3 separate regions of the Mus musculus genome follow, and regions 2 and 3 are each linked to region 1. A link is a contact called in public HiChIP or PLAC-seq data. All regions are on one chromosome and are shown on one strand. The core of a region is the stretch at or near the end of the contact, and the rest is flanking DNA. Distances in the headings are between cores, read along the strand shown. Region 1 holds the start of 4933405E24Rik (RIKEN cDNA 4933405E24 gene). Region 2 holds the start of Shroom1 (shroom family member 1). Region 3 holds the start of Slc36a2 (solute carrier family 36 (proton/amino acid symporter), member 2).

What was found. HiChIP or PLAC-seq counts read pairs in DNA pulled down with a chosen protein or histone mark.
Region 2: a contact with region 1 is called in a FOXA1 HiChIP or PLAC-seq map of pancreatic cancer cells. The contact joins the promoter of Shroom1 here to the promoter of 4933405E24Rik in region 1. A contact is called at or near these places in 2 of 115 datasets of contacts at active chromatin or transcription factors (pancreatic cancer cells and stem cell-derived neural progenitor cells) and 1 of 9 other capture datasets (adipose tissue).
Region 3: a contact with region 1 is called in a FOXA1 HiChIP or PLAC-seq map of pancreatic cancer cells. The contact joins the promoter of Slc36a2 here to the promoter of 4933405E24Rik in region 1. A contact is called at or near these places in 1 of 39 promoter capture datasets (pre-B cells) and 1 of 115 datasets of contacts at active chromatin or transcription factors (pancreatic cancer cells).

The regions. Positions count from the first base shown.
Region 1 is chr11:54,210,894-54,214,697 of GRCm38.p6, reverse strand. It overlaps 4933405E24Rik (RIKEN cDNA 4933405E24 gene), which reads left to right and starts at 1,410. Exons shown (of 3, transcript NR_045506.1): 1 at 1,410-1,868. The region is part of intron 3 of Gm12223 (a long non-coding RNA gene); the gene reads right to left.
Region 2 is chr11:53,455,366-53,459,572 of GRCm38.p6, reverse strand. Shroom1 (shroom family member 1) reads right to left here and starts at 2,368. Exons shown (of 8, transcript NM_027917.3): 1 at 2,232-2,368.
Region 3 is chr11:55,183,051-55,187,212 of GRCm38.p6, reverse strand. Slc36a2 (solute carrier family 36 (proton/amino acid symporter), member 2) reads left to right here and starts at 2,136. Exons shown (of 10, transcript NM_153170.3): 1 at 2,136-2,402. The coding sequence starts at 2,254.

The sequences.
Region 1 (3,804 bases), core at 161-2,660:
AAACATTCTTTGAAAACCCCATATCAACCCATCTAAAATTAGCTTTCGGCATCTAAATCACTTCCTGTTACAGAAACCACAGGCCCAATGCTTCAGTCACCGCTCTGCCTGCTAAAAGGGGGTGGGGGCCCGTGATGTATTAGTGCTGCACACCAAAAACTGTAATGATTCAAAGGAGACATGGAAATTGGGAGCCCCTCTCCCTCACAGCATAAGGACTGTTATGCAAGGTCCATGTAGGCTACTGCTGCGGCAACAAGGGTACAAACATGTACGTGCACAGCACGCATGTGGGCACAGCCAGACTCACATACTGATGGGCACGGAGCAGAGCCTTCTCCACTTCTCCAGAAGAACTCCCACAGGGATGGTCTCAGCACACCTCTACCATGGTTCTTGTCTTTTATTTGTGAGACAGGGTCTCTCTATAGTCCCTGTTCGTCCTGGAACTCACTATGTAGACCAGGCTGGCCTCGAACTCACAGACACCTGCCCTGCCTCTGCCTCCCAAGTTCAGGGATTAAAGACGTGTGGCACCAAACTCATCTGCTGTGGCTCTTCTAAACACAGGATGCATGAAGAAAGGAAGGCAGGTGTCTGGCCTGTTTCTGTGCCTATAGTTCTGTCCTGACTTCTCTTAAAGGTTCTAACAGGCTCCAAAGAAACAAGGTTAGCTCTGTGCTTAGCGTTTGGTCAGCCACTGCCAAATGTTTCCTGGGTAGGGGAAGCCAGGTGGGACATGGGCTAGAGACATAAAGCAAGTCAGAGGCCACCTCTGCATGTAAGGAGCTAACGTGGAGGCAGCCATTTGAATCTCAAAGCTCTCCAGAAACCTTGCAGGCTTCAGGTCTGGACTGCAGGTGCCAGCAGCTGTGACAGATGAGCAGCCTAGCCACGCAAGGGAAGCTGATATGTGTCACAAACCTGGTGAGCTTCAGTCAGTGTCATGCGAACTATGAGGGAAATTGGGCATGCACCTGATTGTTTGATTATGTTTGCTGCTGTTCTAGGACCCTTAGAACTCACCGTACAGACTTCCACTGTACAGAAGTTTCTCAGTAGATGCCTATGAGGGAAAAAAAACAGAGATGGAAGACTGGATGATGTTAGCACTGAGTACCTACCAGCTCCCTACCTGGACACACAAGGCAGTGTATCCCTCAGCAGTGCCTCTACAGTGGGGCTGCTGGGATGCCAGGTACCTGCCTGCTTCCATAGGAATGATCCAACTGGGTGGCCTTGGTGGCTTCATCTTGCAAGTACAATGGCTGGCCTCGGTGAAATCATCTTTAGCGTGATAGAGGCCTGGCATCAAATGGGAGTCTTCCTATAATGATGACAGAACTATGCCCATTATGCCCCTCAGCACTCTATGGTAAAGAGACCCAGCCTCCAGGTAACTGGGTTGCCAGGTGACCATGCATACTCTCACGAGCATGGCTTAGGCATTTCCTAAATATTTCAGGTTACTGGGAAGAAAAATCCAATTGAACATTCACAAGGCCTCAGCTTGGGGAACTAGGTATTCTCAGGCCTCCACATTTGGGTATGCCTGGCTAGAACTAATGGAGAACTTTCATCCGAGGATATGGGGGATCAGGGAGAGTCCAGAGTTCCTCACAGGCTGTTGGGATGACTGTGAAGTTAATGAAGCAAGGGGGATTATCAGCACTGGAATGGCTCTTGTCTGGCTCAACAAAGCTAAATGAGGGTCTTCAAAAGAGCTGAGATCCTGGGGGTGGTCAGCATCCTTTTACAGAAGAGACTATTTCCACATGCCTCCTTTAAGTTAAGCCCTAACTAGTCACCGAGAAGCCAATGAAAACATAACCGTGTCCCTCTATAATCATATGTTCCACTGAAGACAAGTAAGTATAAGGGTTTGTTGTTGTTGTTGTTGTTTAATAGGCTCTCCAGTAGTTCAGGCTGGCCTCAAACTCACTATGTAGCTTCAGACAACTTCGAACTTCTGATCTTCCTGCCTCCATCTCTAAAGTGCTGGGATTACAGAGGTGTGTGTCACCATACCCAGTTTATATGGTTGGGGAGATTGAACCTGGGGCTTTGTGCATGCTAATCAAGCACTCTTACCAACTGAGCTACATCTCCAAGCCCCCAAGATAGGTAATTATAATACCAAATTGTAAGTACATCTCATAGGGAGAGATGGGATTCTGTGGGTACACGGAGAATGTATATGCAAGCCAGTCTAGGGGCAGGGTACAGTTCTGGTTGACTGTGATAGAACTCAACAGGAATAAAGTATCACTAAGCTGAGTGAAGAGATCAAGAGATTATGGTCAACTGGTTGTATACCTAGAGTTCAGTGAAATTTGACTATGGAAAATCTTCTAGTGTCATTTCCTACAGTAGTGGATAGATTTTTAAAATGATACTGGCAACAGAGACTACTCATCCGGAAAACACTGCATACCGCTGTTGGGTTTTAGGTAGGGTTGAGTGATTCGAGGGAACTGAGATGGGCTACTGGGGAATAAGGAGTCTATTAGAAGAGATAATGATGCCATGGACAGACAGAAAGAGGGTCAACAGCATGGGGGGAGGTCCAAGGAGTATTTAGGCCACAGCATCAGAGACAGGCAGCATGGTGGAGTCTCTGAAGAGATTCAGAGCATACATGGCAGAGGAGAGAACCTCTTCTTTTCCATTTTGAGGAGTGGAGAAGGTTCACAGCAAAAGCCTATATATAGCCAGGCTCTCTGATTCCCCGGCAGGAGGCAGTGAAGTGGTGGGGTGTGGGGAGCAGGGTGTGGTACCCCCTTCCATGTAAACTTACTACCCAAGGACTCACATTGTCTCAGGAGATGCCTGGATGTATCTATGAGAGGCCTGTGCGAAGGCTGGATTCCAAATACATCCTTACAATTAAGACTGTGATGGGTACCCTTTGAGCTCCAGGATTATATCAGCAAGCTACAGGGATGTAGTTAATAGTGCAGCCTTAGAAAAGGTGCCAACTAGGGCAAGACAATACTAGTTATCAACACTGTTGTTCAAGTATGACTAGTAGGGTCCCCACCTTTGCATTAAGATATGAAAAATAGAGCTGGAGAGATGGCTCAGTGGTTAAGAGCACTGACTGCTCTTCCAGAGGTCCTGAGTTAAAATCCCAGTGACCACATGGTGGCTCACAACCATCTGTAATAGGATCTGTAATAGGATCCTCTTCTGGTGTGTCTGAAGACGGCTACTGTGTACTCACATACATGAAATAAATAAAAATAAATCTTTAAAAAATATGAAAAATAGGTATAGAATATTAAAAGCAAATTTTTATTTTAGATTGCTGGTTGTTCTGAACCTGTGTGTGTGTGTGTGTGTGTGTGTGTGTGTGTGTGTGTGTGTGTGGAGTGGTCCTTTCACAGGGGTCACATAGCAGATATCTTGTATACCAGATATTTACATTATGATTAATAACATTAGCAAAATTACAGTTGTAAAGTAGCAACAAAAATAATTTTATGGCTGAGGCCACCACAACATAAAGAACTGTATTAAAGGGTCACAGCACAGGAAACTTGAGACCACTGTTTTAGATAAACTGAAAGGAATTACTGCATCTTCTATGTGAGACCAGTGAATCCCACAACTACCTGATAAAGTAAATATTAGTGTCAAGCCCAATTTCTCAGATGAGAAAAATGACAAAAATAGAAGAAATAATTTTTAAAAGTTTGAATGCTTGACTAGGGAATGGCAGAGCTAGACTTTAATCTTGGTGGGTGTACGACTTTAGTCTATGCTGATCTCTCTGGCCATGGCAGTGGGAGACTACATGGGAAT
Region 2 (4,207 bases), core at 1,119-3,618, 760 kb after region 1:
CAGTTAAGAGCACTGACTACTCTTACCATGCACCTAACTTTGGTTCCCAGCATCCACACAGCTCATAACCAACTGCGTGCGACTCTAGTTCCAAATGATCCAACACCCTCCGAAGGCTATTGTATGTGATTGACATAAAATAGAATACATGCTTTTCAAAAGTCAGATGCTGTCGTCACATCAGTAATCTCAGCCTACCTACAGTGAGATGGGAGGTAGAAACAAGAGAGTCAGCTGGAAGCTTGAGGACCAGATACCTCAAATATACTTCCTAGCAGCGGAAACAAGAGAGACCTTGACGCATTGTGAATATGCTTGGCCCAGGGAGTGGCTATCAGAAGAGTAGGCATGGCCCTGCTGGAGTAGGTGTGGCCCTGCTGGTGTAGGTGTGGCCTTGTTGGAGTGGGCGTGTCACTGTGGGTGTGGGCAATAAGACCCTCAGCCTAGCTGCCTGGGAGTCAGTATTCTGCTAGCAGCCTTCAAGTGAAGATGTAGAACTCTCAGCTCCTCCTTCACCATGCCTGCCTGGATGCTGCCATGTTCCTGCCTTGGTGATAATGGACAGAACCTCTGAACCTGTAACCCAGCCCCAATTAAATGTTGTCCTTATAAGAGTTGCCTTGGTCACGGTGTCTGTTCACAGCAGTAAAACCCTAACTAAGACATTCACCATGTGGAAGGTGACAATGGACTCCTGAAAGTTCCCCTCTGATGTCCATAACACGCTGTGACACTCATGCTTATACTAACACACACACACATTAAAGTCATTAATGAAAACGCCAATTTATAATGAGCCATTAAACACGTACATATATCTGTTTTCTTATTGCCCCTAACTTATCTAAGGGGTGCTATTACATGGGGTCTCTGTCCATGCAGGATTCCCATATTGTGCCCTTTGTAGGGCTTGCTGTGCCACCAGGGCCTTGGAGCCTCAGGACAAACAACACAGAATTTTGACATTTGTCCCCGGAGCGGGGATTGCAGTAGAGTCTGCTAGAAAAATAGGCTGGGATCCTGGCTGTGGAGGAAGGTACTTGTTACCTGACAAAGGAATAAGGGGGCTCGGGGCTCAGAACTAGGGCTCTTGAGGGTGGAAACACCAGACCTGAAGGATGAAGCTGGCACTGGGGGCTGAATCTCGAGTGAAGGTGGACCCAGGCAAGCAACCAGACGTGGGACTTCAGGCAAGGTTTGTTGGGAAATTTGATAAAGACAATTTTCAGTGGGCAAAACCAGACCAAGGCAACACATGTAAGTCCAGGTCAGGGAACAGGAGAGGCACTGGAGAAAAGTCAAGCTCCGAGCTAATCGGGAATGAAACAGTCCTCTCAAGGGCCACCTCCCATCTGTCTTCCTGTGAGGACCTGTGCAGGCCTTTCCTTGCCTCCAGCCTTCCCTCAGTACCTGGAGGGCTGTTAACTGCACTCCCTGACTCTCCTTAGAGTCAGAGGTTCAGGGTTCAATGCTCAGATCTTAAATCCTAGCATTCCAGGCTAGGTCTGATGGGTGAGCTTTCAGGCAAACTCCTTGGTTCTCTTTTCTAGTCTCCAAAGCTATGGGTGACATTGCACCCCTGTGAGACATCTATTTTACAACATAGTAGCTGGTTATACAGTCTCTGCTGGTCTTGGGCAGACTCTGTGAGACGCAGGTTCCAGGAGGTGTAGAAAAAGCAGAGGGTGAATGACACCTAGGTAAAGATGGTCACTGCCATGGGTACAGCACATACCCCAGGGCAAAAGCTAAGCCCTGGGGACCACAAGGGGCAGCAGAACCACACAAAGAGGTGAGGAAAGAGGCGCTTGGAACACTAGGAGAGCGGGTGGCCTCTGATCAGTGCATTTCTAGGCCTTTTCAGTGGGGTTCACGGTCCGGGAAGATCGGGGGATTGGGAGGGACCCGGATTCTCCAGCAATCGAAGCTCAAGAACAGAGGGTCCTGAGACGGACGCCACTGTGTACATTGCGTCCCTGCAACAGCTGGGCCACCTGGACAGCTCTGTCCCCTGCCAGGCCTGGCCGAGAGTAAAGGTGCGCAGGGGCCCGATTCCACTGGCGCGGCCGGTCTGGACTCCGGGTCGGAAGGTCCAGACAGAATGACGGTCAGTCAGGCTGCTTCGCGGCCACCGCTGTCGCCGCCCCGACCCTCCCGTCCTTGTCTCCCTTTTGGGAAGCAGATCTGTGGACCACGCGCTGTGTGTCCCCTCACCCGGTCCCGCTGCGTACCTGTGGCTCCAGCCCGAGACGCACTTCAGGGCGCCGGCGATCCCTCAGTGACATCCGAGCCCTGGGCTCCAGCTCCCGACGCCACCTCCAGTCTCCGGCCGCAGCAGGGGAGGCGCCACCTCCGGCCGAGGAGGGGCCGGAGTCTGGAGTGGCGGCAGGGCTGCGGGAGCCGCGCCCCTTCCTCTTGCGATTCTGTACGTGGCCCTAGTCCCCGGCCCTGGACCTCTAACCACCGCAGAGAACTCGAGCCGGAGGGCGATCGAAATCCTCCAAGCACTGCCGGATCCGCAGGCAAGACTTATGGACCAGCAGGCTCCTCAGTGCGGAGGTCAAACCCTCCCGGAGGCAACAAAGGCTCACCTTCCTTTCTTCTTCTTCTTTTAACCTTTAAAAAAATTACATTTATTTATTTACTTAATAATTTGGGAAGTAAGTAATGGGGGAAGCTCCCTTGTGGAGAAGTCGGTACTTTTCTTCCACCCTGTGGAGTACTAGATTCCAACTGTGAAGATCTGGTTTGGTGACATGAACATTTATCCACTGGACCATCTCTCCCGGCCGGTTCTCTTAAACTCCACGATGAAAACAGATGTGCCTGGAGTTCCTGCCTCATGCTCTCTCTCCCTCTGAGTGTGCTTTAGATGGCTGGCTACCTGATCAACTCTGCTCTTCAGACCCACATTTCCAAAACCATGCCACCTACTGGACTCTTTCCACAGGCTCTCCTCTCCTGTCTTTGTCTCCTCGCTTCCCATAGCTCCCTCCACCAGACCCACACCGAACGGAGCCCTGAACTTATGTGCTCGAATCTGCTACTAGGAGTGGGGTCTTCACCTTTTGGTAAAGACTTTGAACTCCTAAACTCCCGTCTGTACATCCTGAGTGCTGGAGTCTTTTTTTCAGCTCAGATGACCGGTGCCACCTGGTCCTCATTCTCTGTGTGTGTGGTGTATGCATGTGTACCTCTCGAGATTGGGTCTTTTCTTTTCTTTTTCTTTTTTTTTTTTTTTTCCGTTTTTGATTTTTCAAGACAGGGTTTCTCTGTATAGCCCTGGCTATCCTGGAACTTACTTTGTAGACCAGGCTGGCCTCAAACTCAGAAATCCGCCTGTCTCTGCCTCCCAAGTGTTGGGATCAAAGGTGTGCGCCAACACTGCCCAGATACTATTGGGTATTTTATTCTATCATTTCTACACCTTATTTTTTGAAACAAGGTCTCACACAGAAGTCATCAATTTGGCTAGACTAGCTGGCCAGCCAACTCCATGAGTCTGCCTACACACACACACACACACACACACACACACACACACACACACACACACACACCACATGTCCCCTGCACTGGGTAACAATGTAAGCTGTGGCACCTAGCTTTTCCCTTAGCTACTGCAGACCCAAGCTCAGCTCCTCATGTTTGAGTGGCAAGCACTTTGCCCACTGCCCCACTGCCCATTCGTCTCATGGTCAGCAAGCTCTGTGACTCCAACTCTGTAAAAGTCTGTCCATTTGAGGACTCTGGAGAACTTGCCCAAGTCTCAGAAAGCACAGAGCCACAGAAGAGGAGAGACATCTAGATTCTCATTTTTATGTAAGTCTCCTTACATAGCCTAGGCTGGCCTGAATCTAGAGTTTCAGACAGCTGCCACATGGAAGCTGGGAACCAAACCTAGATCCTCTATTGGGATAGCAAGTGTTCCTAACCATTCAGTTGTCTCTCCAGTCTACCATATACAAATGAAAGAGACAGAGACAGAGACAGAGACAGAGACAGAGTCAGAGACAGAGACAGAGACAGAGACAGGCAGAGGGAGGGGGTTGGTGAGAGGGAGAGAGAAACTAGTTGCAAAAGCAACGGTTTGAGAAAAGTCACTCAGTATCCCAGATGGAATCATTTGCCCATTCTGTGGACTGTGTTTATGTTTTGTGTGTGTCCGATCTGATGACAGTCCTGGTTGTGTCCTGATCCTCACTGG
Region 3 (4,162 bases), core at 887-3,386, 970 kb before region 1:
GGATGCAGGAAGGAGCAGGAAGGGGTGGGGGTGAACCTCCTCTTTGTAGCTTTAAACATTACTATTGTTTATCTATTTGCTAGTGGGATGGGGCGAGTAGGGAATCAGAGGACAATTTACAAGAGTTCCACCAGGTGGGCTCCAGGGATCAAACTCAGGTTACCATGCCGACAGCAAGCATCTTTACTAATGAACCATCTCCCAGCCTGGGGTGAGACTCTTTAGGAGAGAAAACAAAACAAAAACAGGAACTGGGAAGAGATAAATGGCTCAGTCAGTAAAGTGTTTGCTGGGCACTAATGGGGACTAAGCTTGATCTCCGAAACCCACACAAGAGCCAAGCACAGCTTCATGTGGCTGCCCGAGGCTATAATCCCACTGCTGGTGTCAGGGTAAGGATGCAGAAACCGGTGGGATTCTGGAGCTCACTGGCCAGATTTGCTGAACTCTAGGTTCAATGAGAGACCCTGTCTCAAAATAACACAAGATGGAACTGGGCATAGTGACACATGCCTTTTGTCCCAGCACTTAGGAGGCAGAGTCAGGCTGATCTCTGTGAGCTCAAGACCAGCCTGATCTACAGAGTGAGTTTCAGGACAGCCATGGGCTACATAGTATCTCCAAACCTCTGAGTGTACACACTATGCATGTATGCATAGGACACACAGACGTGCCACAAGTTCAGAATTGCACGCCGGACCCTAGAAAGAACCCTGGTAAGGGACAGGTCCTTCAGAGTCTGTCTTAGGTGTTCCTGATACCATGGGGGTGTTTTAAGCTACACTGTTGGCACACAGTACGGCCTCGGTAAATGTTGCTTTCTGAGGAGGAGATGGTGGTGGGGAGACTGGTACAAGAAGAAAAATGCTATAATTTGTAGAAGAGGAGAGTTTGGCTGGTTCGTTTACCCTGAGCAGAGATAATGACAGAGAGCAGAATCCCAAGAAGCTCCCGAGACCATCTTCCGGTCCAGAGCTCCAACCCGGAAGCCACATTGTAACCTTAAGCAGATCACACCCGGTCGCCCCTGAAGCCCCTGAACCGTGGCCTGCCCGGGAAAACGCGCCTGGGACTCATGCAGAATTCATTCCTTTCCTTCTCCCTCCATGGAGCCTTCAGAAAGTAAAGGCACCTCTTCAGCAGTTCTCAACCTGTGGGTGGCGACCCCGGGAGGGGGGGGTGCCACATATCAACTCTCCTGCATATCAGATATTTACGTGCCAATTCATAACTGGCAACAGTTTATGAAGTAGCAATGAAACTGTTATGGCTGAGGGTCACCACAACATGAGTCACTGTATTAAGTCAGCACTATGTTTGAGGAAGACACCGCAAATCCAGCTCTTACCTCCACATATACACAGCATGCACGCATGCATACAAACACACAGACAGGCCACGAGTTCAGAATTACACGTGAAACCTTAGAAAGAGCCCTGCTCTAGGTGAGGTGCCAGCTGCCCCTCCCATCTTCTTAGAGCTGACTGCAGGCTGGTAGGACCTGGGAAGCCTGCCCTGAGATGAAGACAGGAAGGCATTTTTTTTCAGAGACAGAAATGGGTACCCCCTTAGCGGAGTGTGTAATAAATAGTTCGGCTCTCGTCATTAAAATTATCAGGATAGACTGGAAATAAGGCTCAGATGTGGACTGCTTGCCTAATATGCTTAAAGGCCTGGGTCCTGCCCCCAGTTCTGTATAAAAACAGATGCGGTGGTGGACACATCTGTAATTCCAGCACTCAGGAGGTAGAGGCAGGTGGCTCAAAAGTTCTGGATGATCCTTAGCTATCTAATGAATTACAGGCCACTTTGGGCTACAGGAGATCCTGTCACACACGAAAGAAAGAAAGAAAGAAAGAAAGAGAGAGAGAGAGAGAGAGAGAGAGAGAGAGGAAAGGAAAGGAAAGGAAAGGAAAGGAAAGGAAAGGAAAGGAAAGGAAAGGAAAGGAAAGGAAAGGAAAGGAAAGGAAAGGAAAGGAAAGAAAAGAAAAGAAAAAGTTAACTGCACTGTGGTTGATTGGGTAATATCAATAAAGCTTATGGCTCTCTTCCCAAATCCCTCCTTCCTCTCTTTCTCCCGCTGGGTTTCTTTAAGCAAGAGGAGGCGGGGTGTCCATGCAGGTGGGCGTGGTCTCATTCCAGCCAGGCCAGAGCAAGCTCTCCGGTCAGATCTACTGGGCCCAACTTGCACCTGCACATACACCTCCTTGATTGCCCTCTCCCTACCTTGAGCTTGCCCTTTCTGAAGCCATCATGTCTGTGACCAAGAGTGCCAGGAGTCCGCAGGTAGCCACCCCTCTCAATCTGGACCTTCCTGAGAGTGCCAAGAAGCTGCAGAGCCAGGATCCCAGTCCAGCGAATGGGAGCTCTTCAGAGTCATCAAAGAAGACCAAGGGCATAACGTGAGTGCAGCTCCCTCCCACCCCACGTCTGCCTCCATCAGCTTCCAGTCCGGATCTCGAGGTGGGCATGTCTGACCCTCAACCCACTGTGCAGCTGGGAACACCAAAGAGGAAAAAGTGCAGTCAGGGTCTGTGTCAAATAGGACGTTCTAGCTAGGGGCACGATTAGAATCTGAAAAGTCCTGAGAGGGAAACTGAGACCCAGCTGCTTTAAGCCACATGCTAAGATTTATTGGAAGGAAGGGGGCTAAGCACTTTTGTTAAAGTCAGTTTGGGGCTCTCAGTGTCTAGGAGGGAGGCAGAACTTGGAGGGAAGCTGGGGTCAGTATGTAAACCACAGTGGCCTCAGCCACAAGCAACAAGCAAGCCTCTCCCTGTCGCAAGCCTGGGTCCTGCTGCCGCTGGGGCTGCCATGGTACTACTCAAAGAACAGCACGTGGAAGCTTCTAGTGTCTTCCATTTCCCAGAAGATGGATTCTAGAGGAGACATTCGCAAAGATTTTTCAGAACACGACAAGCTACAGGGCTCCAATACCCTCCTCCTCCTCCTCTTCTTCTTCTTCCTCCTCCCTACTTGACTTCACTAACATAGCAGTCTAGCCAGCCCAGGCTCGTGCTTTAAGGAGCAAGTTTGACGTCATCAAGGTAGTAGGGAGTGTAATTAACAGAGGACCAGAAGGTCTGGGTTCAGGTGGAAGCCCTGTCCTTCTCTTCCCTGAAGCAAGTGTCCTCATATGGAAAGCAGGGAGGAGCAGATACGACCTAGTATATTAAAGGATGGACAGACAGACAGAGTGGGGAATGTGTGGCAGAGAGGGAGAAGGTGCTGAAGGAATGGGTACAGTCTCTCTCCACACTGCATACAAGACACTGCAGGAATGGCCTCAATGGCTCCTTTGTCCCTGGGTCTGGTCCTGGGCTTCCTAAGTGCTAGAGGTCACTGAGTGAGCTGCTGAGGCCCCTGGACCACCCACAGCAGAGCAGGGTATTTTTCAACTTTGAGAGAACCAGCTGACTCTTGTGTCCTGGATGGTCAAGGTGGCAATTTCAACTCCTTAAAAATCAAAAGAATAAAACAAGAGAGAGTCAGAGCGGAGCCTGTGGGGCTTGGAGACAGGGAGTCCAGGCTGGGAAAGCAGGCAGGGGATGGAGTCTGGCTGTCTGGGTTCAGTTCCCACTCGCCAGCCCGAGAAAGTCTAGAAATGATGGCTTGCTCCTCCTAGTATGGCTGCACCTTCTATGTGAGCGCGAGCTGAGTACTTGTGTACTCTTAGCTGCTTAAAAAGTACTTGTGATGGTGGCTCCAGGTCACCAAAGGACCCGGGCCTCCTGGCTCCTGGTCCAAATTTTTGCATGGCTCGACACACTGCAAGCTGACCGAACAAACAGCTACAAGCTAATTCTGATTTCCTAAGTCCTTTAGTTAGAAATTTCCTAAGTGACCCGTTGACCCCTTCCCAGTTGCAAAACAAGCCCATCGCTGGGGGCTGAGGGTGTAGTTCTCTGTCAGCAATGTTGACACCCACAGGGAGAGAGACAGGCACGCAGGATTCTCCACCACCACCCCTCCTCCAACTGTTCTTTAACTCCCGCCAGTCCATGGGCAGGTCCTCCAATGCTGGAGGACTTGGGGGTTAAAATAGAGACCAGGAGTTGAGTCAGCTCTTTCAAATTTTTTTGTTATTCTTAACATTTGCAGAGGCGCTACAGAGCCAAACATGTGCCCCCACAAAATGACAGAGCCGGATAAGTAGCAGCCT